Regions from separate parts of the Mus musculus genome. Here regions 2, 3, 4 and 5 are each linked to region 1. Evidence: chromatin contacts called from public HiCAR-type and promoter capture Hi-C data. All regions are on one chromosome and are shown on one strand. The core of a region is the stretch at or near the end of the contact, and the rest is flanking DNA. Distances in the headings are between cores, read along the strand shown. Region 1 holds the start of Msh4 (mutS homolog 4). Region 2 overlaps Miga1 (mitoguardin 1). Region 3 has its middle 38 kb from the start of Gm40181. Region 4 overlaps Pigk (phosphatidylinositol glycan anchor biosynthesis, class K). Region 5 overlaps St6galnac5 (ST6 (alpha-N-acetyl-neuraminyl-2,3-beta-galactosyl-1,3)-N-acetylgalactosaminide alpha-2,6-sialyltransferase 5).

Region 1 (4,046 bases), core at 978-3,477:
AATTTCTATATATTGGAATTTGAATGACATATGCCAGGAAATAATCTTTTACATTTTTCTCAACCCTCAGTTCCTCACGCCTTTAATCCCAGCACCGAGGAGGCAGAGGCAGGTGGACCTCTGACTTCCGGAATACAGAATAAACTCTGCCTTGAAATAACAAAAGAAGCAACAAAACAACAACAATAGCAAAACAAGCACTGTGAGTTCGAGGCCAGCCTGGTCCACATCGCCAGTTCCAGGACAGCAAGCGTTACATACAGAGACCTTATCTCTAAGAAAAACTTAAAAGTTAAGATGTTGGAGATGCGGCTCAGCGGTTAAGAGCGCCTGCTGTACAGTCATGCAACAGAGTCCAGATCCAAGCTTGTTACCCATCTAACAATCAGGGCACAGGGCCTTCCTACCACAGAGATTGCCTGTAAAGGATAAGGCAGAGAGCAATTAGGGGAGACTCCTGATCTTCATCTGGTAGAAAACAGCACACATTCATTAAATACTCAAGATCATATACCACCCATGTCTACATAAGTGGGTCTGTCTTGTACGAGGCTCAGGTCCCTGTGCCAGGTTCCCACTTCAGAACTGTCAGACAGGCCATCCTCATGGTAAGCTTTTTTCCCTCAAGTGCTTTTTACCTAATATTTAACAGAGAAGACTTCACGATTTAACTATTTCTTCCCTCACAACATCCAGCCAACTCTTCCCTCATAAAACCCACTCAACCAACCCTGTTCTTGTAATGAACTGAACTCACCCTGAAGGACTTTTTCACCTAAGTGTACGGGTGTTTTGCCAGTATGCATGTCTGTGCACCGGAGACCAGAAGAGGGCAGCAGATGCTCTGGCAGCAGAGTTACAGACAGTGGTCAGTCTCCATGTGGGAGCTGGCAGTTGGAACACTAAGCCTCTGAAAGAGTAGCTACTTCCCTTAACGGGCGAGCCATCTATTTGATCCCAGAAGGCCTTATTTTTAACAAGGCCTTGATAAGATGTTCACTTTAACCTGTTATCATTCCATTCTAGAACCTAAAGAGTAAAACCCGTCGGCCAAAGCTCAGCTCTCCACTATTAGAAACTATTACACACAATCTCCCATATATTCACTATATATTTGAAGAAGTAGGGGACCATCACGATGACTCAACGACTAGAGAGGCATTACCCACCAAGCCTGACTCAGACCTTAGTTGGATTCCCAGAGCCCTCTTGGTGGAGGTGGAGTTTTCTCCGAAAAGTCGTCCTTTGACCTCTACATCCACCCCTTGCACACTCATATACTCATAGAGGGGAAAAAGGGAAACTTTTTTTTTTTTTTTAGGAAAAAAAGTTAAAGGCCAGCCATGGTGGTATAATTCAGTACTCAAGAGGCTAAGGCAAGAGGATTGCTAGGAGTCTCCAGCCAGGCTTTCCTGAACTTCAGGACAGAAGAGCTTCAGGACAGCCTGAGCCATAGAAAACCTGCCTTTTAAAACGAAACATGAAGTTAAGGCTTTACATGGGAATACTAGATGGGTTACCCTTCCTCTCACGTCTTAATGAGACCGTTGTGAAGAGTCAAGACTTTCTCCCCTGTGTTTTGATTGGTTTGAAATTGTGTTGCCCAGGCTGGCCTTGAAGCGTAGTCGCCAGTGTTGGGATTAAAGACACAAACCACTCCCAGCATGAGTGACTGTGGAATCCTGGCCAGACTGCTTTCTCCAGCAGGGCGCCGAGGGCAGCGCCCGCCCGGGGAGGTGACCAGGTGAGCCGGGGCCTTGCCTGGCGCGGACGCCGGCGCCGGACTGCTGCTGCTGCTGCTGCTCCTGTCGGCCATGGCGCCTTCCGTACTCGGCCTGGACGCGGAGGCCAGGGTCCTCCCGCATGGGGCATCCCTCCGCGACGGCGTCCAGCGTGGGGAACTGGAAAGCGATGCAGCCTCCTGCCTCAGCATCTCTCCGGCCTTTCTGACTCCCAAGGTTCTGCGCGCGTGGCTTCGAGCACTCCAAGGCTGGAGGCCGCACCGCTGACAAGGCGGGAGGCTAAGCGCATGCGCAGTGCTGTAATCGCGCAGGCGCAGGAACAAGCAGCACATGATGCACACAGCGCAGGCGCAGTTCAGGGGTGAGCAGCGAGTTTCTCACCTTTGCGTCCAGGGTTGTGCCGGTTTATTCTCATCACGTGATTCTGGAAGCTGTAAGCCTCTTCACTCCTTAGGTACCAGGCTCAACAATTTATAGCCCACTAACCACCTAGGTTGTCAACAGTTCATTTTGAAGGAGGGGGGCTTTCTGAGGACTGAGCCAGGGTATTGCATATTTAATACGCCCCAGTTACACCCCCAGTACACAGCATGTGCCCAATGTCTAAGAATGAAAGTCTTCGCTCAGTTGTACACATAGCATAGTACGGGACAGAGCACAACACGGGTGAGACCACATTAACAATTAAAAACAGCACTTCTCAACCGTCCTATTTCGAGTACTGCAGTTTTGCACATAGGGTAAAAACAAACTACAGTCTTGCTCGAAACCCTTGGGAAGCTCTTCAACAATCAACACATAAAACATCTTCTAGGTGACAGAACTGAGGATAAATGTTCTCCAGCAAATAGGGCATTCACACTAGTACCTGCAAACACTAGTGTGTAGTGAGTGTAGTTTGAGCAGGAAAAGCCCCTGTAGAAAACTTGAGGGAAGCAGCTTGTTTTAAGTAGGTGTGGTCTTCAAGGAACATGTCTGCAGGCCTGCCCTCCTAATTGACTAAACCTTTGAAACTCTTTAAGCAAGCCCTAAATTTCAAGAGTCGCTTTGCTGGTCACAGCATGTCTTTACAGAAATAGAACACTAAGGACATGTAGACGATATTAGTTATGTGTAGCCTCAAGGTGACAGCAATGCTTAAGCAACAATCAGGAGACATAAAACACACTTGGAGATACCTATTAAAGATGTGGAGTTCCAGTGCAATGTAGGACTCTCAAAGAGGGGAGACGTTTCCTTCCTTAAATATTAAGGGGTAGAGGTCCTTAATAGTAAGTTACCTCTCTAGTAACTGACCCAGGAGCGGCTATAGACTAGAGTCAAAATTACATTTATACCATTACTATTCACCCAACCTGCAACCCACCCAGAGTAACCACATTCAAACCCTTGAGACATTAACACCTCACAGGGCCCCCATCACGAAACAACACCTAAAGCCATTATGGAGTGGACCAATTCTTTGGGGATGACTTTCAGGATCCTGGCTAACTCAACTGCATGCCTGAGAAATCCAAGCCAACAGCAGACTAGAGTTCCCTGAAAAATGTACTGTACCCTCTGCCCCAACTATAAATAAGGTGTTCACACTTACAAAATGGTTCAGTTCTAAATAAAAAGCTATATACACAACAGCCACTGATTTTGACCTTTATTTAAATTATGAGTTTCACTCATCAGTTTTATTAACAGAAATCACTTTCCATCATTGATTGTTACACGACAATAGGACACGGGGAGGCATCAGTTAAATACCAGCTCTAAATAGGACTAACAAAAACTGGACTCAGAAGACTAAAGATCTAAATACAACATATTTATTTTACAATACTTATATAATTTATCATTAACATATGATATACAAAATATTAAGTCACGTCTAGGTTTGATAAACACTTCAAATACAGCAGTAATTCATATTGCACACTACAGCATCTCTCCCATCTGACTAGCTCACTAGCTCAGGCTGGACATTCACCCTCTGAAGCACCTCTTCTGGCATACAGAAGACAGGGCTAACAGGCTTGATCTGCTCTTCTCCCAGAAGTGACAACCCAGCAATGCCAAATAAGGTATGAAAGGGATCCACCTGTGGGAAGTTCACAAACATGGAAAAGGCTCAATTATCTATCTGTCCACAGTGAAGTGTATCTTGAATACCACTTTAAAAGTTTTCTGAAGACAAGTATTTCTAATACTAGACATAAACAATTATCACTACAAGATATTTCTATCAGCTCTAGCCTTTGTAACTAACACATTTTAAAAAAACACCCAAGGTAAACCCCCAAGACAACCTTTGGA
Region 2 (4,378 bases), core at 399-2,898, 1.6 Mb before region 1:
TCTCTTTTCCAAAGCCTTCCATAATCACTGTCTCCCCCACCGATCTGATGTCATTTCCCACCAATTACTACAAACATCAAACCCTGTCACCATGGGTTCCCGTCTGGCTGACAGTGCTCTAGCAGTCACCAGCCGCGGAGGCCTGAGCTGTGCAGTCCTCAAGGTGCTGCTTCAGGATGCAGAGGGAGGGAGCTCGAGGAGCAGGGCTGCGTCAGCTCTGAGGTTAGGATGAAGGAGCTTTGTAAGGGGCAGTGCTTAGCGCGCATGAGCACAGAACACAATGCCATTACTGCCTTCCACACGGCCATATGCATTCTTCCAGGTTTCTACATCTGCTCTGCTCTCAAGCTCCTGTCAACATTTAAAAAGCACATTCTTATTGATCCCACTCAGGCCTCATCCCCTCCAAATACATCTGATCCGTGAGGTAGTTAGTGTTGATGGTTAACATCGTGAGCTCAAAGCCAGAGAGCTTGCATTAAAGTCGGGACCCCATTACTTACGAGCCGTGTAACCTTGGAGAAGGTTTATCTTCTCCGTTTCCTAGTGAGCTCATGCAAACATAGGAATAAAATCCGCCTCTAAATATTACAAGAATTAAATGTTAATATAAACATCCAAAGTGAGCAGTTTTGCATACCATTAAGGAAACTTTTTTTTTTCCAGCGTAAGCATATAACACAGACCAATCTGTGGGCTGGAAGACTAACTTTCGCAGGGGATGTTTTCTTTTGTCCCCCAATAATGTATACGCGTCCTGAGAGCACCAAGGACATTAAAAGCACTTTAATGTTGGTTCATGTAAACTAATGTTTCGTATAGTTGTTATAGGCTGGTAATTCCCACGGCATGAGAGCCACAGCTAAAGAGCCTAGCATTAAGCTCCTTTGGGTCATTTTGTCTACAATGAGATAGTACCATGTTCTCAGAGCCCTTCTACATTTTTGATGTTTCCAATACTGAGACCTACGTTAACCATGAGAAATTAATTATGAACCTGAAACATACAGTGTTTAATGATTGAAAACAACTGTAGAAGTCAGTCCTAAAGGCTTCCCAGGAACGATGACTGCACACTAAGGAAGTGCTACAATTATCAGCTGCCCCCTGGCCTCATGGAGGAGTTTTTGTTGGGTTAGTTGATCTTTTAAAATAATAAGCAAATCTAAACATTTCTTAAAAACTGTCTGCCTTTCTTCGACACCTGGAAGTTTACAAGATTCTTACAGAGTCCTTGACAATGCAATGCTCTCCTTGGGAGGAGCATCAGCATGTCAAGGGTTAATTTCCAGCTCAGTTATGCAGTGGCCTAAGGCTGCACTCAAGCCTCTGCCCTTCACAGCCTTGTTGTTCACTTAAATTTTTCCCAAAAAAGGACCTGATTTTTTTTTTTTTTTTTTTTTTTTTTTTTTTTTTAAGGAGGGGAAGGGAAAGAAACCTAGATGCCCTTTGAGCCTTGGCTCTGGCCCTTGGGCCTGGCTTTATTTCCTTAGATCAAGCCAAGTGAGTTTTCTGTGTCTCAGTTCTGCTGTTCCTAGGCACATTCTATTTCTGTTATTGAGAAGGCACTGGGTCTATTTTAGTCTCTGCAGACGCCAGTGGAGATTCCAGGCATGCCTCTCCTCTTTTATAACCCCACGCTGTCCACGTAGGCCCTGTGACACCAGTCTGAAAAGGGAGCCTGTGTACTGTCTCACTGTCACCTGACTGCTGCTGGCTAGTATCTACACACATTTTCACAGCTTAACTACAACCTGAAACCTTGTGCTTTCCGCGTCTTTATTGAAGATAAGAAAGTCCCAGCTGCCAACAAGTGTTTTGTAGTCTTCAGTTGTTCAATTTATCAACAGTCTAGAGAACCACTGTGGCTCTTTTTTTGGAAGGTTTTGTGTGTGTTTCAGGGTTTGTTGTTTGTCTTGAGAGAGGATCTTACTATGTAGCCCTGGCTGCCACAGCTCACTGTGAGGCCAGGCCAGTCTGTCACGACACTCATCCCTTCTTGTGTGACAATTCTCTACCCATATTGTAACCCTGTACCCCGCCACCCACCCCCCAGGTTTTAGGATACTAAAATATATAGTTTGAAAGAAAGAACAACATTAAACTTAAAAATCAAAAACAATCTCACAAGGGAAAGACTAAATTTTGAACTAGCCGTTCAATGGGCTATTTTCTGTCCTGCTAAGCTAAGTAAGGAAGCACTGAGACCCAAAAGGCTCATCAATTCTGGATGTGCTGACCGCTCCAGCTTTGCTTACAGAGACCATGACACATGTGCAGAAGCATCTTGGCACGGTGGCACAGTACAAAGCAGACTGCTCAACAGTTGTGTCTGCTTTTGCCTGTTTATCAAAACACTCACCCATCGTGACGGCAAAACAGACAACCGGGCCTCCTAACTGGGGAATACAGCTGCCAATACAAAGCAAGAGGCACAGGAACGCCAGGGCATCCACACCTAGGCAGCAGCCTTACCTCCTCTTCTGTCATCAAACGACTGAAATAAGATAGAACTAAGAATGAGTTTGCAGTTAAAGAGCTATCGTCACAGGGCTGGGGAGATGGTAAGGCGGTTAAGAGCACTGACTCTTCTTCCTGAGGTCCTGAGTTCAATTCCCAGCAACCACATTGTGGCTCACAACCTTCTGTAATGAGATCTGATGCCCTTTTCTGGTGTGTCTGAAGACAGATACGCTGTAATCATATACATAAAACAAATAAAATCTTAAAAAAAAAAAGAGTTATAGCGATAACAACCTAGTAGGTACAACTGGTCTATATGCTACAAAGGCCCTGGTTAAAGGACAAATGAGGGCAGAAAACTAGTCCAAATATCAGGTCAACTTCTTCCTGGAGGGAGCTGACTGTAGGCCTTTCCCTAATACCACAAAGGCCTTACATGGCTGAGTAAGTCCTCCACAGATAAATCTCAGCAAAGGCAAACATCAGGTCCCTCTGTCCCTGGAGCCCTCAGCACTGTACTGTATTGGCCAGCACTGAACCTGTCTTGAGCTGCAGAAATGAGGCCAGCTCAGCTGCATCTTGTGGTGTTAGTATACCCTCTGAAATGAAAATTGCGAGGGTTCATACTGGAGCGGAATCACCTTGCACATCTCTCAGCTGCTGTGTAACTCGTACCCTGTCTATTTAGAGACCTGAGGGCATTACTTAAGCCTGCAGTTCAGCTCACTCCCCAAAAACAGCCCCAGCGAGGCTACTCTCCTGTGACAGTGACTCTGCAGAAGAGGAGACCAGTCTCACAGCACCAAGTCTGGGATGCTGGCTGAGAGGAGAGGCTGAGGGACTTCTGCTCACAGCCAAGCTTACTCAGGGTCTCTGGATGTTCTATCTGGCTACTTACCAAACCTGAGAAATGTCTCTCCCCTGGATAGCAGGTGCTTTTTCACAGTTTTTCTTGTTCTCTGTCTGCCAGAGAGTCCCCTTAGAGGAACTCTCATTGACTCAAAGCAAAATACAAAACCCCAAGAGACACAAGCAGGTCTATAGAAAGGAGCTCCAGGAAAGAACACTGACATCATGTGCACCAGCCACCCTTCCCTAATCTCCTACAACACATGCATCTCACTTGACATCTAAATACTTTTCTGTGGCTCATTTTTGCTTAAAGAAACAAAGTTCTTGCGTGACTTCTCTGCCCTCCCTTCTAGGTTTACTGCTATGTGTACTGTTATGCTATGCATGTGTCTTCTGTAGCTTGATTCCATGGCACTCTCTGCTCGAGATGCTCTGTCTGTGATCTTCCTGGCAGGCCTACTGTGTGTTTTCAGGTTATTCCTTCTATGAAGCCTCCTGTAAGTGTCCAAAGAACACTCACAAGCTTTTCTTCAGTGTTCCCACAGCACGTATACACATGGGCTAGGCTACGCTGCACTGCTTAACCTGCAACGGCTGTTAAACACCAGACTACAGATGACCACAACTGTAGCAAGAGCTTCATTTTTCTCCCCCTGACACCTTTTGCCATGTTTTCTATACACAAAGAAATTACACTTGGGCTATGTGTGCTGGTATGCTCCTGTAATGCCAACATACAGAAGACATGCTTTTTCATTTATTGTATGTATGTGTGTATATATGTATGTATGTATGTATGTATGTATGTATGTATGTATGTATGTATACAGGCACATATGCCACAGAGTGTGAGTGGAAGTCAGAGGACAACTTGTGGGGTTCAGTTTTCGTCCTCCACCATGTGAGCTCTAGGGATCTCAGGTAGACTGGCCTGTGCTTTTAACCCACTGAGCCATCAGCCAGCTCAGATACTGACTTTAAGGCCAGTATATGCTATGCAGTGAGGCGTCCATCTTAAAACAAACAAACAAACAAAAATAACAAAACCACAAAAGAAAATCAG
Region 3 (4,487 bases), core at 183-2,682, 1.1 Mb before region 1:
AACGTTAGGTCAAGGTCTTTCCGGGTTGGCCATTACTGGAGCAAGTGAGCAGAGAAGACGTTGAGAGAAATAGGTCTCTGGTTCTAGAGACCTAATTACCTTGGCCAGATCACCTTGGATTCTGGAATCGTCACAGTTCAACCAAAATGGAGGAGCTGTATGAAAAGTTGTGTGACCTTGGCTCACTGCTGCAGGTGAGAGAACATGCCACTCTTGGTCTTTGCCTGCCCCAGGCCTCGTCTCCTCCCCATACACCTACCTTCACATCACTCCTATATTTCTCTTTAGATGTATTTAAGTATATAGTCTGCCCAGGAGAGAGTGTGTAGCATTTGACTTTCTGAGTGGCTTATTTCACTTAACACCGAGGTCTCCAATTCCATTCATTTCCCTCTAGATGGTGCAGTTTGGCTCAGATCATACAGTGCATTGCCTTTGTCCACTCACTGGCTGATAGACATCTCACTGGCTCCTTACCTTGGCTGTTGTGGGTAGTGACATGAATGCAGTAAACACGAATGCTGTTTTATCTCCTATGGAGAGATTGAACAAGACTGCAGTATTTGCTGTAGCACAGCTGCGAGCAGCATTCTTTAAGGTTGATCAAGTTTGCAGCACTATTTCTGAGTTCTGTGTAGACGTTCCAGGACTGCACACCACTCTGACTTCCTTTGCTTTTCCAAAATGTTGTAATTGCTGGAAACAGACATCTATGTAGTGTTTACTATGGGCAATACTGCAAATTCAATGATGCTTCTCACATCAGGAGGTAGAGTCTGTAATACAGTCTCTCACTCCTCGGATCTGGGCTGGATAGACACTTCTTCTACTCAGTAGAACAGTACTGCCCATTCTGGAGTGAGGCCATTGAAGGTGACCCATACATATGCCCTGCTGTCTCTCGGGCCTCTAGGCCCAGCCACCATCCCTGAGGAACTGAGCCCTGTGGAGAAGCGTTGCTCCAGTCCAGACCCCAGCCAACCCATGGCACCATCTCCTGATTGCCCAGAACCATGAGCATATTGCAGTTAGAGAAACAGTGTCGAGTTGGAGCAGTTGCTAAGCAATAGTAACTGAGACCATCATCATGTGCTGTGCCTGGAGGTGCTCCCCGGATTGGGGGGTGGGGTGAGAAGGTAGGATTCTTTCCTAAAGAGTAACATGGTTCTAGAGTGGTTCCTGAGAGAACTGCTACCAGGGAAGAAACAAGAACAAGTCCCATTTAAGAGCCACACGATACGGACTCCACACAAGCACTTTCACTTTTAGTTACTGTGCCAACGGAAGCTTAGTGATCTGGAAATGAACCAGGCTCTGGACCAATTCCATCTGACATCTACCCCCTGCCACTTGGCAGGTTCTGCCCTTCCACTCACCTAGACTCAGAGGCTGAGGCCTACACCCTGAGAGCTGGTCACACGCATCCCATCTGGGAGCTCCTTTCCCTCACAGTGTGTTCAGACCTTCACTACTAAAGTTCTCAGAGCAATATGCTCTCTGCTAAATGCTTCATCGTGCTAGTTCATCTGGCTTTTTTCCTCCTCTCCCTGTTTGTGTGTGTGTGTGTGTGTGTGTGTGTGTGTGTGTGTGTGTGTGTGTTCATGAATGCGATCTCCTTACCACCTCTTCTTACTAACTACACTTTTTCACAGTGTCTCCTCTCCCTTCACGCTGCTGTCAGTTCCAGGCACTCCTGCTCAGCTGCTTGGCTTCCTTTAAGTCTTGTCTGAGTGCTTTTCCACAGCAGCGTGCTCCAGATGTTCTGCACATTTTTCCCAAATCAAAAGCTGCTTACAGTCCCCTGTATGTACATTCCCATCTGTATTTTCCAGTTGCCTCTTCATCATTGGCAGTCAAATGCCTATGTCTAGGTATCTTTCTTTTAAAAAAAAAATTAAATGTGTGTGTGGGGGGGGGTGTATCTGTGTAAGTAAGATGGAGTTATAACAGAGAAATGATATCTCATTAGACATCAGAGACTAGTGAATAAAAGATCCAGTTCTGAGAATGGGTTTATTACATCCCAGATGTTGTCCTCCCCATCCCAGTCCCCCTCTCTCCTCCCTCCCCTTTGCCCCTGAGAGGGCAGCCCTCCCTCAATATCCCTCCATCCTTGTTCATCCCGTCTCTGCACGACTAGCCGCATCCACTCCCTTTGAGGCCAGAGTATAGGGAGACTCAGAACTGCCCATATATGCTCTTTGTTTGGTGGCTTAGTCTCTGGGTGCTCCCAGGGGTCCAGGTTGGGTGACACTGTTGGTCTTCCTGTGGGGTTGCCATCTCCTTAAGGGCCTTCAGTCCTTGCCTTTTTCACAGTGGTCCCTGACCTCCATCCAATGTTTGTCATTATCTACATCTGTCTCGGTTGCTGAGTAGAGCCTCACAGAGGGCTGCTATGCTAGGCTCCTGTCTGCAAACACAACATAGTATATAGCATCATTAATAGTGTGAGGGATTGGTCTCTGCCCATAGGATGGGTCTCAAAATGGGCCAGTCACTAATCAGCCATTCCTTCAGTCTCTGCTCCATCTTTGTCCCTGCATTTCTGTTAGATAGAACCAATTTTAGGTCAGAAATTATGTAGGTGGTTTGGTGTACCCATTCCTCCACTGGTGGTCCTGTCTGGCTACTGGAGGTGGTCCCTTCAGGTTCCATATCCCAACTCACCCCACACAAAACTCAAGTCCAAATGGATCAAAGACCTCAACGTAAAACCAGATACACTGAATCTAATAGAAGAGAAAGTGAGAAACAGCCTTGAACACATTGGCCCAAGAGAAAATTATTTCCTGAACAGAACACCAATGGCTTAGAAACTAAGGTCAAGAATTAGTAAATGAGACCTCATGAAGCTGAAAAATCTTCTTTAAGGCAAAGGACAAAATGGCAGTCTACAGATTGGGAAAAGATCTTCACCAATTCTTTATCCAAGAGAGGGCTAATATCCAAAATATATAAAGAACTCAAGAATTTAGACTAAAAATTCCAAATAACCCATCAAGAACTGTGATGTTTTGTATATGCTCAGCCCAGGGAGTGGTGAGGCCTTGTTGAAGTAGGTGTGTCACTGTGGGCATAGGCTTTAAGACCCTCATCCTAGCTGCCTGGATGCTGCCATACTCCCACCTTGATGATACTGGATTGAACCTTTGATCCTGTAAGCCAGCCCTGATTAAATGTTGTCTTTATAAGAGATGCATTGGTCATGGTATCTGTTCACAGCAGTAAAACCCTAACTAAGATAAGAACTAAACAAGAGAATTCTCTACAAATCTTGAGTGGCTGAGAAGCACCTAAAGAAACGCTCAACATCCTTAGTCATCAATCAAAATGACCCTGAGATTCCACCTTACACCAATCAGAATGGCCAAGATCACAAAGGCAAGTAACAGCACATGCTGGTGAGGATACAGAGAAAGAGGAACACTCCTCCATTACTGCTGGGGTTGCAAACTGGTATAATCACTCTGGGAAATTTTCTGGCAGTTTTTCAGAAAATTGGAACTACTTCTACCAGAAGACCCAGCAATACCACTCCTTGGTATATACTCAAAAGATACCCCAAGGACACGTGCTCCACTATGTTCATATCAGCTTTATTTGTAATAGGCAGAAACTGGAAACAACCCAGATATCCCTCAATCAAAGAATGGATACAGAAATTGTGGTTCATGTACACAGTGAAATGCTATTCAGCTATTAAAAACAAGGGCATCATGAATTTTGCAGGCAAATGGTAGGAACTAGAAAATATCCTGAGTGAGGTAACCCAGTCCCTAAAGGATATGCATGGCATGTACTCACTGATAAGTGGATATTAGCCAGAAAGTTCAGAATATCCACAGTACTCCCCCACATCCCAGAAAGCCAGGATGAGGGACGCTTCCAGGACTCAATGCACATGACCTTAGGTATCTTTCTTAAGTGCTAGGTGAACTGTCCCTTTCTTCTTGAAAGCACCTAACTCAGCCTATCATCGTTTCTCTCATGATCCAGCTCTTCTTCTCTCTCTCTCCAATCCTCTTGGATGACCGAGGATTGTGAGGATATGTGTCCCGTGTTAGCGCATTGCCGGATGACCATGGCATACTTGGTGAGTTTAGTTTAGATCGCAGCCCTCCCAGTGCCTGTCCATGGGCTCAGGAGAACAGTTATGGTGGCAAGGACAAGAATCTGAGTGGACTTGGCCAAGGAAGCTCGCTCTCTGGAGATCACGGGTGTGAGTCCCCGAGTCTTAAGAGCCTGCCAGCTGGTCACATGAGTGTGCTTTTATAGCTGAATCTACAAGCTCCAAATAAAGATTTATTCTACTGGATGAAGTGATTAGAAACCACCAAACAGAAATTCAGTTGCTCTTACACACTGGGCATGAAGAAGGGCTTCTCCCAAGAAACCCCTTGGTAGTCCCATGATGAACAGTAATGGCTGGTGGAAGGCTATAACCAAAACCAATGAAGCAAAGAGCATCAGGCCAGGTGAGGAATCTC
Region 4 (4,096 bases), core at 576-3,075, 1.1 Mb before region 1:
TCTCGACTTTGAGTAGTTATGAGTCTGCAGTCACTGCTGCCCACTGGAGGAAGAAGCTTGTCTGAGCAGCTCTGCGGGCATGTGAGCTCTGGAGAAGGCCGTTTGATAGGCGCGACTTGCATCCTGCAGCCCCTCTTCCCAGCTACAGGCTTTTGACCAGCGGAGAGCGTCCGAAGCGAGGTCCTTCCTGTGGCAAGTCCAGCCCCGAGGTGGGCAGGCTTCCCGCCGTACCAGTGCTCTCAAGCTGCCTGGCCGTCAGTGTTGGTACCCGGAGGGCGAGCTGCATGGCGCCCCCTGGCAGCTTCAGCCTAGCCAGCAGGGGGGAGGTTCCAGCCCAGCTGCAGCTTGCTTTCTCTGTGTCTGGGGTCAATCCTGTGTGATCTTGAGCAGCACAGTCTGACCAACTAGTTATGGTAGGAAACTAAGGGCAGTGGCCTGGGTTGTTTTGGGGTTCTTGGGAGCACCCATGGTCACCTCCTGAGAAGTGCCTTGCCCTGGTCCTGGGATTCTTGTTTAATAGGCTGTAACCTCTGGAAACACCTTTATTCATCCCCACAGGGTGAATATCCCATTCAAAATATTTTTAAAAATTGTTTTTTGATTAGCTTACCAAAATGTCAGCTTTCCATGTATCATTTCTTTCGGTTGACATCCTAGACTGTACATTCTGTCTGCCATCTGCTCTCGCTGAGTGAGACCATCGTGTCCCTTCTATGTCACACGGGTTCTGCTGTCTCCCCACCCCCAACTTAAAGATCATATTTCTCCTGTGATATAGATGTGTATATATAAAAGAGCTGAACACACATGAGAGAGTTAAGGTAATAGAATATTTTTCAGTTTCTTCCATTTCTTGAAAATCTCATAGTTTCAAGTTATTGGATGACTTGAATTCCATTGTGTGTGTACCTCATTTTTGTTGTTACTTGAGTTAATAGTGTCTAGGCTGACTGTATTTCCTAGCTACTGTGACTAGAGCGGCCGTGACCACAGATGTGCAGGTCTCTTTGGTAGGATGCAGAGTTCTTCGGGTGGGTGCCCAGGAGTGGGATGGGTGGGTCATATGGCAACTGTAGCATTTGCTTTCTTAGAAATCACCACGTTGGTTTTCCTTGTAGCTGCAGAAGGTTATATGCCCACCAACACCATTCCAATATCCGTGTCTTGCTGTTAGCCATTCTTCCTGATGTAGATGGAATCTCATTGTGGTTTTAACTGGTGCCTCTGTGATGACTAAGGGCACCGAGTGCTTCATGATAGTTGCTGGTCACTTGGGCTTCTCTCTGTTCAGTGCTTAGCTGAGTTTTGCTTGAGTTGTCTTCTGTGTTCTTCCTGACATCTGCCGTCTTGAGCTTTTGTATATCATGGATATTAATTCGCTGTTAGATTATCTCCTGTCTCCTAGGCTCTTTCTTCACCCAACTCTTTCTTTTGCTGAACGGAAGGGTTTTGTTGTTTTTGTTTTTGAATTTCATGAGGTTTCATTTCTCTCCCACTGGCCTATTTATTCTGCAGCAGGAATCCATTCAGGAAGTCCTTGCCTGTCTGTAGCTGGAGTGTTTGCCTGCTTTTTTCCTCTGACAGTTTGAGAGTTTCCAGAAACTACCCAGGAGCCAGTAGGCCCCTCCCACCCCTTCCCCCATATCTCCTCCCAACCCAACTCATAGCAGTGACCCACCCACTCTCCACCTATCGTGGCTAGAATCTGTGGCATTCTTCTAGACTGAATTAACTATCTTTTATGTTGCTCCTGTGAGAGAGATGCTCACACCACCAAGAACTCTGGGTGTTCTTTAATCTGGGGCAGAGAATGGCACTGATTTGCATATCAGCCTCCTTTTGGGAGAGGCCTCATAATCCTCACACTGCAGGTTTTGAGTCTTAGTTAAGCTTATTTCATATGATTTTCAGGAAAAGATGAAGTTGAAGTTTTGAAATCTAATGTTGACACATTGTGGAATTCACAGGAAAAAGGGTAAAAACATTTTACTGCATGCAGTCAGATCTTACTAATATCTAGAGTTTATTTTTGAGATGGTCAGTACTTTAAAAAATACATTTTATCAGACTACTTGTTGGTTTGTGTTTTTTAATTTCTGATTTCCAGGGATCAGAGAATGACAAGAGAGAGTGATGGAATATCTAAACTGAAAGTGAAGTCGAGGACTGCATAGGAGAAAGGGGCCAACAAGGAGCGGGTGTGCGTGAGGGTAGTAAGGGGGCAGCAAGGTGAGGGTAGTAAGGGGGCAGCAAGGTGAGGGTAGTAAGGGGGCAGCAAGGAGCAGGTGTGCGTGAGGGTAGTAAGGGGGCAGCAAGGAGCGGGTATGCCTGAGGGTAGTAAGGGGGCAGCAAAAATGGTGATGTGGGTGGGAAGGCGTCACAGTGAAGCCCCATACTTTATATGCTCACTAAAAGTTCTAATAAACACTGAAAAAAAAAAAAGGAACAAGCTGAAAGGGAAAAGAAATCTACCTTTCTGCACCTGTAGTAGTAGTCGTTGTGTGAATTCTGCATATCATGTTAGATTGCAATGGCCAGGATCTAAATGACTTACACTTAGGAGCCCTGTGTCTACGAGGGCTGACTTCTCAACCTTCTCTGTGCACCGCCACTTCTGGCAACGCCCAGGTCTCTGCTTCCCCAGAGGCCCTGCTCCTCCAGGACGTGTTCCTAAATGTTAAGTCCCGAGTGAACGTGGGAACCAGGACCGTAGGTGACGTCGCTGATCTCGTCACACCATTGCACGTAGTCTGAATACTTTCCTGGCAGTCGTTTAGGTCCTGGCCATTGCGCTGGGTAGTTTTTCCAAAATTGTCAATAAATATTATTTCCAAAAGTTCCTTTAGGTATGTGATAAGCACATCTCAGAGTTGTGCTCTTAGGCTAATAATGCTTACCTGTGGCACTGGCCTGAGTGTGTGTTCTGATTGCTTTCTAGTTCTAAAGAAGACGGCACGGCCGAGGAGCGCATGGGACCTCTCAAGTATGCTGAGCAGCTCCCGGTGGCTCAGATAATACACCAGGTTGGTTTCTGTTTGATTCTTTTGAAAGAAACACACTTTTAATCTCAGAGGGGAATGCTTTTGTTAGGCTTTTCAGAGTCCTCGTGTTCTGTCTGTAGATGTTGTGGGTACACTCTTCCTACTGCACTCTACCCTTATGTGAACACTCCCATATGAAGCTCAGTATTGAAAAGACCATGCAGTGTAATGCCTGAACTCTTACGTACAATGTGGGGTAGTCTAAATTATCTCTTACGGATTAGAAAATGCCAGAAAACTTAATTTTGAACCACTGTATTGGGTTTATGATGAGAAAGCTGAAAATTAGTCATGACCACTGCTGTGCTTAGGAGAAGCTAAGGAGGGGAGGCCATCATGCCTGCTCTTGTCCACCTTCCCCAGCAACGGTTGTGAAGGGTAATTGTAACTGTCATGTGGGTAGTTTGCTCATTTCTAGCCATGACGACTCTGTCATCCTTGTGTGTGGGGCTCAGCTGAGAACAGGCAGTGTTGTAAGCACCAAGCTTGGATTCTGTGCTATGACTGTGACAGGCCAGACACGTTCTGCCCTGCTGGGCCACAAGCAAGTCACCTCAAATAGTTTGTTGAGCAGCCTGTGGGCCTGCAATGTTTTTTTAGCTCCTCAGAGCTCATTGGAATCATTAGGCATCCTCACATGTCAGAACGCTTCAGAGTTGGTGTGGATGTCAATACTAGGAGGTTCTCTTACATTTTTTTCCAATCAGAAGAATTTTAGTGGCTGTGGGTTGTTAATAGTGTCAGTTTGAGTTTATTAAAAGAAAGAGGATTTTAATTTGAAAATTAAATATAAAATATAAATTCATTATATAAGTAAAACTCAGTTTTTAAATACTGCATGAATCTTAAAAATGGTTAAGTCTGCCCCTCTGGGGCACTCATCTCTGTAACCAAGTCCAGTTTATATGTCAGGAATTCCTAGATTGTCGGAGCTTAAATGACCTAACAGACTGCAAATGTCACATTCAAAATTCTGTCTTCATGCCTGACTCTCAGCATAAATGAGTTAAACAGCAGAGCAGGCAGCAAGCTGGATTTTCTCAGCGGTGAGAGTG
Region 5 (4,508 bases), core at 1,328-3,827, 1.0 Mb before region 1:
AATACACCCAACATCCCATAATCAGGGCCAAAGCTAAGAAATGGGAGTCAAGAAATACACCCAACATCCCATAATCATGGCCAAAGCTAAGATTGAGCTTAATGTGCAAGTGGCCAGCCAGATCCCACCTCATTGTGAGATGTCACCTCCTAACAGAAAATCTAGGGAACAACAGTCTTTCCTGGAACCGGTTCTAGACAAGTCTGAGCCTCCCACGGACAGTCCCGTATTTATGGTTCCTCACTGCTGAGAGAGGTTAAGCCCCTGCCTCTGTAGGCAGGGGCTCCTAACTAGAACCCACAGGCTGCCTGCATGGGGGAGAGGGCACTGCGGTGGGACTGGGAAGCTTTGACCAGTGAGGCAGCTGCCGCCCAGCCCATCTTCCTGTCAGCCAGCTCTCTGAACTGAACTTTCCCCTCGTTATCACCTCCGCCTTGTCTTCTGAGTACCCCTTGATCCACACTGGCTACAGATGTGCCCCAGTTTTCTGGCACTTCCAGGTCGAACTTGATATTCCATGGCCCAGTCTGGAAAGACTCAGGTACCCAAGACAACCTGATTCTTACCTAGTAAACTGGGTTCGAGTGTGAGAATCCTCAAGCCTAAGTGGTTGTGGTGGGGAATCGGGGATTTTAGCATCATCCTAGGACACAGAACGATGGTAAAGACTTCGGCATCGGCATCGGCATCGGCATCGGCATCGGCATCGGCATCGACATCGGCATCGGCATCGACATCTGCATCGGCATCCTTCCAGTACTGCCATGTTTATGATTAGAGTAAATGGAAGCTACAGGGCAGGGACCGGTGAAGGATACAGAAAGCTGAAGGACCATGGAGGCAATCTGACCGTTGCTGAGAACATGCTGAAAGGTGGTTCACAGCAGATGGGCTTTGGAGATAGGAGGAGTCTCCAAGTATACCCAGACAGGCTGGGGAGGGGGTTCTGGTGCTCTGGGGATGGTCAGGTCTTGGCATGCTCCAGCTGTGTGGATGGCACTCCTTCTGCATAGGTCGTACCTTAGCCTGTGTGAACAGGCGGGTCCCCTGCCCATGTGTTCTCTGTAGTTTCTGGGCCTCGAATGGCAAAGACATTTCTGAAATCCCCATATCAGATGAGGAAAAACAGGCAGTTTCCCACCTCCTAAAAGCCAGCCCTGAGGAGGACCCACTTTCAGATGCAGATCACAGGATACCTGTGAGGTCCAGTCATTAAAGGTGTGTGTGCTCGCTCAAGAGTGCACGGATGTGTGCATGTATATGTGTATAGGTACACTTGTGTACATATGTGTGGGTAAAAGCCAGAGAACAACCTCAGAATTGCTTCTTTAGATATCATTCACCTTGTGTTTTTTGAGGCAGGGTCTCTCCCTGGCCTGCAAGTCACTGAGGTTAGAATGGCTGACCATCAAGCTGCTGGGATGCGCTGTCTCCCTCCACTCAGACTGGGATTACAAGTGTGTGCCACCACCCCTGGCACTGAAAAAAAAACAACCATAGTTTTTGTGCATTTATTTTCCATAATATATACAATTGGATTGGAATTTTAAAATCACAATATAAAGCACAGCCAGTTTTGTGGAGTGTTGCTGGTCTGCAGCACGGCTGGACTGAAGCAAGAGAAGAACTTCCTTAGCTCTGAGTAAACCAGCTGGTGCCCATCACTAGACTGTGTAAAGGTTTAGACTCCTAGAAGTCTATTTTCTGGATGCTGCCACTTAAAAGACAGAGACCCTAACAGTGCCCCAAGCGAAAAGTGCACGGCACTTGCTTTCTATCTTAAGGCACAATTTCTCCTGAGAAATCAAAACTTTTCCTAAAATATTGTTTGGAAAGTTTTAACTCCAAGGCATGTGTTAATCTGAGGGTTATGTTGTGTGCCTGTAAACGTCTCAGCAGCTCATCTTCCAGGGAGAGGCAGGGTGTCAGCAAGGTGTCTGCTTCAGTGAGGTGTCTGTAGCTACCTTAATTTTCTGTTTTTATGGACGTGGTGGCAAATGAAAGCTTTCATTAGTATAATTAAAATTCCACTCTCCTCAGAAGAGACAAATGATCCACGCTGAGTTTCTAGGAACTGGCTACAGCCCAGATAGCACTGGGCTAGGTGTGTGTCTTATTAGCTGGAGGGAGAGAGTACCAATGGGGGTGTAGCTCGGTCTGAAGGAAGTGAGTGACTGTCTGTATATAAAAGGCATAGATATTCTTATTAGGAGGTCTGATTACGATCCTAAAGTTTCCCTGAAGCCTTCTGACACGGGTGAGAGGCACAACCCCGTAAATTGTCAGCATATAGAAGCTAAGATTTAGAAAGAGGCTTCTACTGTGCATCCCATAAAATGTGTCCCATGAGGAAGATTAGTATCAATCACAGGCTTATTGGAGAGCGAGATGGGGTCCAATGATAACCTGGCACCATCAACTAGAGTAATGGTCTAAGAAGCAAAAGCAATCAGAGAAGAGAATGGAATCTGCACAGAGAGACAGAAGTAGAAAGCCGGGTATAATGGATCACACTGATGAACAGGCGCTGTTGTGCAGCACAAAGGCAGGCGTGAGCGATGCCGCTCCGTGCACAATGGATACGGCCAACCACCCATCTTCGGGATGCCTCCGGAAACAGACCTGCCACCTTCAGAATCCCAGCTGCACACAGTGGTGCTAAACTACAATGAAGTCATTACCAACCTGAGAATACTGCTGGTTCCAGAAGCCGCTCGTGGGGCGGGAGGGGGTGCAGTGGGGGTGGGTTGAGGGGGGGAGGAGGAGGGGGAAAGCTGATGCTGCTTTCACAGAACTTCACGTGGGAGCTAGAAGAACAATATACCCCAGACCTAGCTGATTCGGATGCTGGGCTTACTCTCCAGGATGTGAGTCACTAAGCCGTGATGGAGGAACTGTGTGACTGCAGTTTGGAGACGAGACTGCTTGGACTGTTGGTTTTAGTACATAGTCCTTGTAAGCGGCAGTACTTCGTTTTCCTTGCCCCAACGTGAGGTAATCAGAGTGTGTCTCTCCCAGCCAACAGCAGACAGTGGGACATGGTGATGTCTGACCTTGGAGCTTTTGCCACACCTCTGTTCTGAGCTCCTTAGCTCCAGTGTCTGGCAGCCATGCTGGGAGAAAGCTCAGGAAACTCAGAGGCCACTTGGAGGAATCCCTACCCACAGCTCCCCTGAAGTCCCTGCTCTCAGCCAGCATGGGCACTCATCATTGGGGGTAGGGGTAGGGGGGTGATGAGATGTGATAGCGGGTCTGAGGCCCGCCTTGCTGCATCTGGTCAGCTCTTAGAAGTTGTAATTACAAACCTATGACTCCTGTGGTTTTCACCAAGCTTGGGGAAGTTTGAATGCTACCTGAAGTAACTGACATAAACCTCTACCCTTCCCCAGACTACACATCTGCAACAGGAAGGAAGATCAAACAAACAAACAAACAAACAAAATGTTGTAACTTCCTCACACTCTAGGGCCTCTCAGAACCATATTAAGGTCATTTTAAATGTGAAGACAGGGTAATCCTCTGAAAGACACTTTTCTTCAATGCAATCAGGACTACGAAGAAGACCATACCTGTCTAATTGTTGACATAGCCCCCTCCAGTCTTATCAGGACTGTTAGTTCATCATCGGCAAAATTCAGATCCTTGGCTCAATGTCTTGCATTATTTTAGTGCTATGAACTCGGTCTAACAGTATTTTAATGCAGAATATTGTCTAGATGTTTGTGCTGAAGTGTTACACTGGCCAGCATGTGCGAATATCTGTAACTTGAGTGTAAGACCTTTCTGTTTACAGAGATGGAATAATAAGGTAAGAATTTGGACAGATAACATGACACACCAGACACTCCTAAATTCCTGTGGCTATGAGGATTTGTCACATCCTTCTATTTGGGTGACAAAACACCATGCTAGGTTGCCTAGGCTGGTCTCAAACTCATGGGGACTGGTGATCAGCCTGCCTCACCTTCTCTAGTTGTTGGGATTCTGGTCACATACTACCATGCTTGGATCAAAGAACGTTCAACAACCACTGACTGAGTCAACAGGGTGTCCAGGCTGGTTTCCAGCAGAAGGGAATGCACACCCTAAAGGCTGCAATTGAAATCAGGACAGACATTTCTGGAACCTTCTACTACTTATAGACTACAGAGAACCAAGTGCGTAGGCCTGACTTGTCCACAGAGCTGGGTCACCTGCAAGCTCGGTGTGAAAGTTCCAGCAGGGTGGGGCTGGCTGACGCTCCAGATGGTCTGCTCAAACTGCTTCTGACTCGCTACTCCTACACTTATAAAGATGCAAGCTTCCATAACTTCCGTTCTCCCTTTGGAAGCAATTTCCATCTCAGTGTCATAAGAATGGAAACAGGAGAACAAAGCTTACTCCTGTCGAGTGTCACCAAGCACTTCTGTGGTGACAGCAAACCCTATGTCCCCTCTCTCCACTCAGCTGACAAAGCAGACCTCTTTCTTCTTTCATAGGTCCTATGTGGAGAAAATAACACGCCTTTC

The links. Promoter capture Hi-C pulls out the DNA fragments that hold promoters and counts their contacts. HiCAR-type assays count read pairs that join an accessible place to other places.
Region 2: a HiCAR-type map of astrocytes shows a contact between it and region 1, with 3 times the contacts expected there. The contact joins the enhancer-like site here to the promoter of Msh4 in region 1. A contact is called at or near these places in 8 of 39 promoter capture datasets (the C10 cell line, the HPC-7 cell line, HPC-7-derived erythroid cells and 5 more), 1 of 115 datasets of contacts at active chromatin or transcription factors (astrocytes) and 1 of 9 other capture datasets (embryonic tail).
Region 3: a contact with region 1 is called in a promoter capture Hi-C map of liver. The contact joins the enhancer-like site here to the promoter of Msh4 in region 1. A contact is called at or near these places in 12 of 39 promoter capture datasets (the 3T3-L1 cell line, the HPC-7 cell line, cranial neural crest and 9 more), 1 of 15 datasets of contacts at CTCF or cohesin (large pre-B cells), 1 of 484 Hi-C or Micro-C datasets (the G1E-ER4 cell line), 2 of 115 datasets of contacts at active chromatin or transcription factors (forebrain and pancreatic cancer cells) and 2 of 9 other capture datasets (embryonic stem cells and macrophages).
Region 4: a promoter capture Hi-C map of hippocampal neurons shows a contact between it and region 1, with 10 times the contacts expected there. The contact joins the enhancer-like site here to the promoter of Msh4 in region 1. A contact is called at or near these places in 18 of 39 promoter capture datasets (the 3T3-L1 cell line, 3T3-L1-derived adipocytes, the C10 cell line and 12 more), 3 of 484 Hi-C or Micro-C datasets (cerebellar granule neurons, cortical neurons and stem cell-derived motor neurons), 9 of 115 datasets of contacts at active chromatin or transcription factors (the 230-238 cell line, T-cell acute lymphoblastic leukemia, astrocytes and 5 more) and 2 of 9 other capture datasets (embryonic stem cells and liver).
Region 5: a contact with region 1 is called in a promoter capture Hi-C map of hippocampal neurons, with 2.3 times the contacts expected there. The contact joins the enhancer-like site here to the promoter of Msh4 in region 1. A contact is called at or near these places in 6 of 39 promoter capture datasets (the 3T3-L1 cell line, the HPC-7 cell line, frontonasal cranial neural crest and 3 more) and 1 of 9 other capture datasets (adipose tissue).

Annotation. Positions count from the first base shown.
Region 1 is chr3:153,903,911-153,907,956 of GRCm38.p6, forward strand. It overlaps Msh4 (mutS homolog 4), which reads right to left and starts at 2,228. Exons shown (of 20, transcript NM_031870.3): 1 at 1,762-2,228. The coding sequence starts at 2,074. It overlaps Rabggtb (Rab geranylgeranyl transferase, b subunit), which reads right to left. Exons shown (of 8, transcript NM_011231.2): 8 at 3,379-3,831. The coding sequence ends at 3,691.
Region 2 is chr3:152,302,978-152,307,355 of GRCm38.p6, forward strand. All of the region lies in intron 7 of Miga1 (mitoguardin 1), which reads right to left. Among named protein-coding and RNA genes, the nearest start is that of Miga1, 35 kb to the right of the region's middle. RefSeq lists an enhancer at 146-2,873. Within about 2 kb of position 1,649, at least 67 of the 459 cell types and tissues checked have an H3K27ac peak or open chromatin away from gene starts, as enhancers often do. A contact at or near this core is called in astrocytes, where this site is marked.
Region 3 is chr3:152,791,514-152,796,000 of GRCm38.p6, forward strand. It overlaps a transcript of Pigk not described here. Among named protein-coding and RNA genes, the nearest start is that of Gm40181, 38 kb to the left of the region's middle. Within about 2 kb of position 1,433, at least 20 of the 459 cell types and tissues checked have an H3K27ac peak or open chromatin away from gene starts, as enhancers often do. A contact at or near this core is called in hippocampal neurons and liver, where this site is marked.
Region 4 is chr3:152,763,501-152,767,596 of GRCm38.p6, forward strand. Pigk (phosphatidylinositol glycan anchor biosynthesis, class K) reads left to right here. Exons shown (of 11, transcript NM_025662.5): 10 at 2,939-3,023. Among named protein-coding and RNA genes, the nearest start is that of Gm40181, 9.4 kb to the left of the region's middle. Within about 2 kb of position 1,826, at least 34 of the 459 cell types and tissues checked have an H3K27ac peak or open chromatin away from gene starts, as enhancers often do.
Region 5 is chr3:152,863,659-152,868,166 of GRCm38.p6, forward strand. The region is part of intron 2 of St6galnac5 (ST6 (alpha-N-acetyl-neuraminyl-2,3-beta-galactosyl-1,3)-N-acetylgalactosaminide alpha-2,6-sialyltransferase 5); the gene reads right to left. Among named protein-coding and RNA genes, the nearest start is that of Gm46830, 34 kb to the right of the region's middle. Within about 2 kb of position 2,578, at least 25 of the 459 cell types and tissues checked have an H3K27ac peak or open chromatin away from gene starts, as enhancers often do. A contact at or near this core is called in hippocampal neurons, where this site is marked.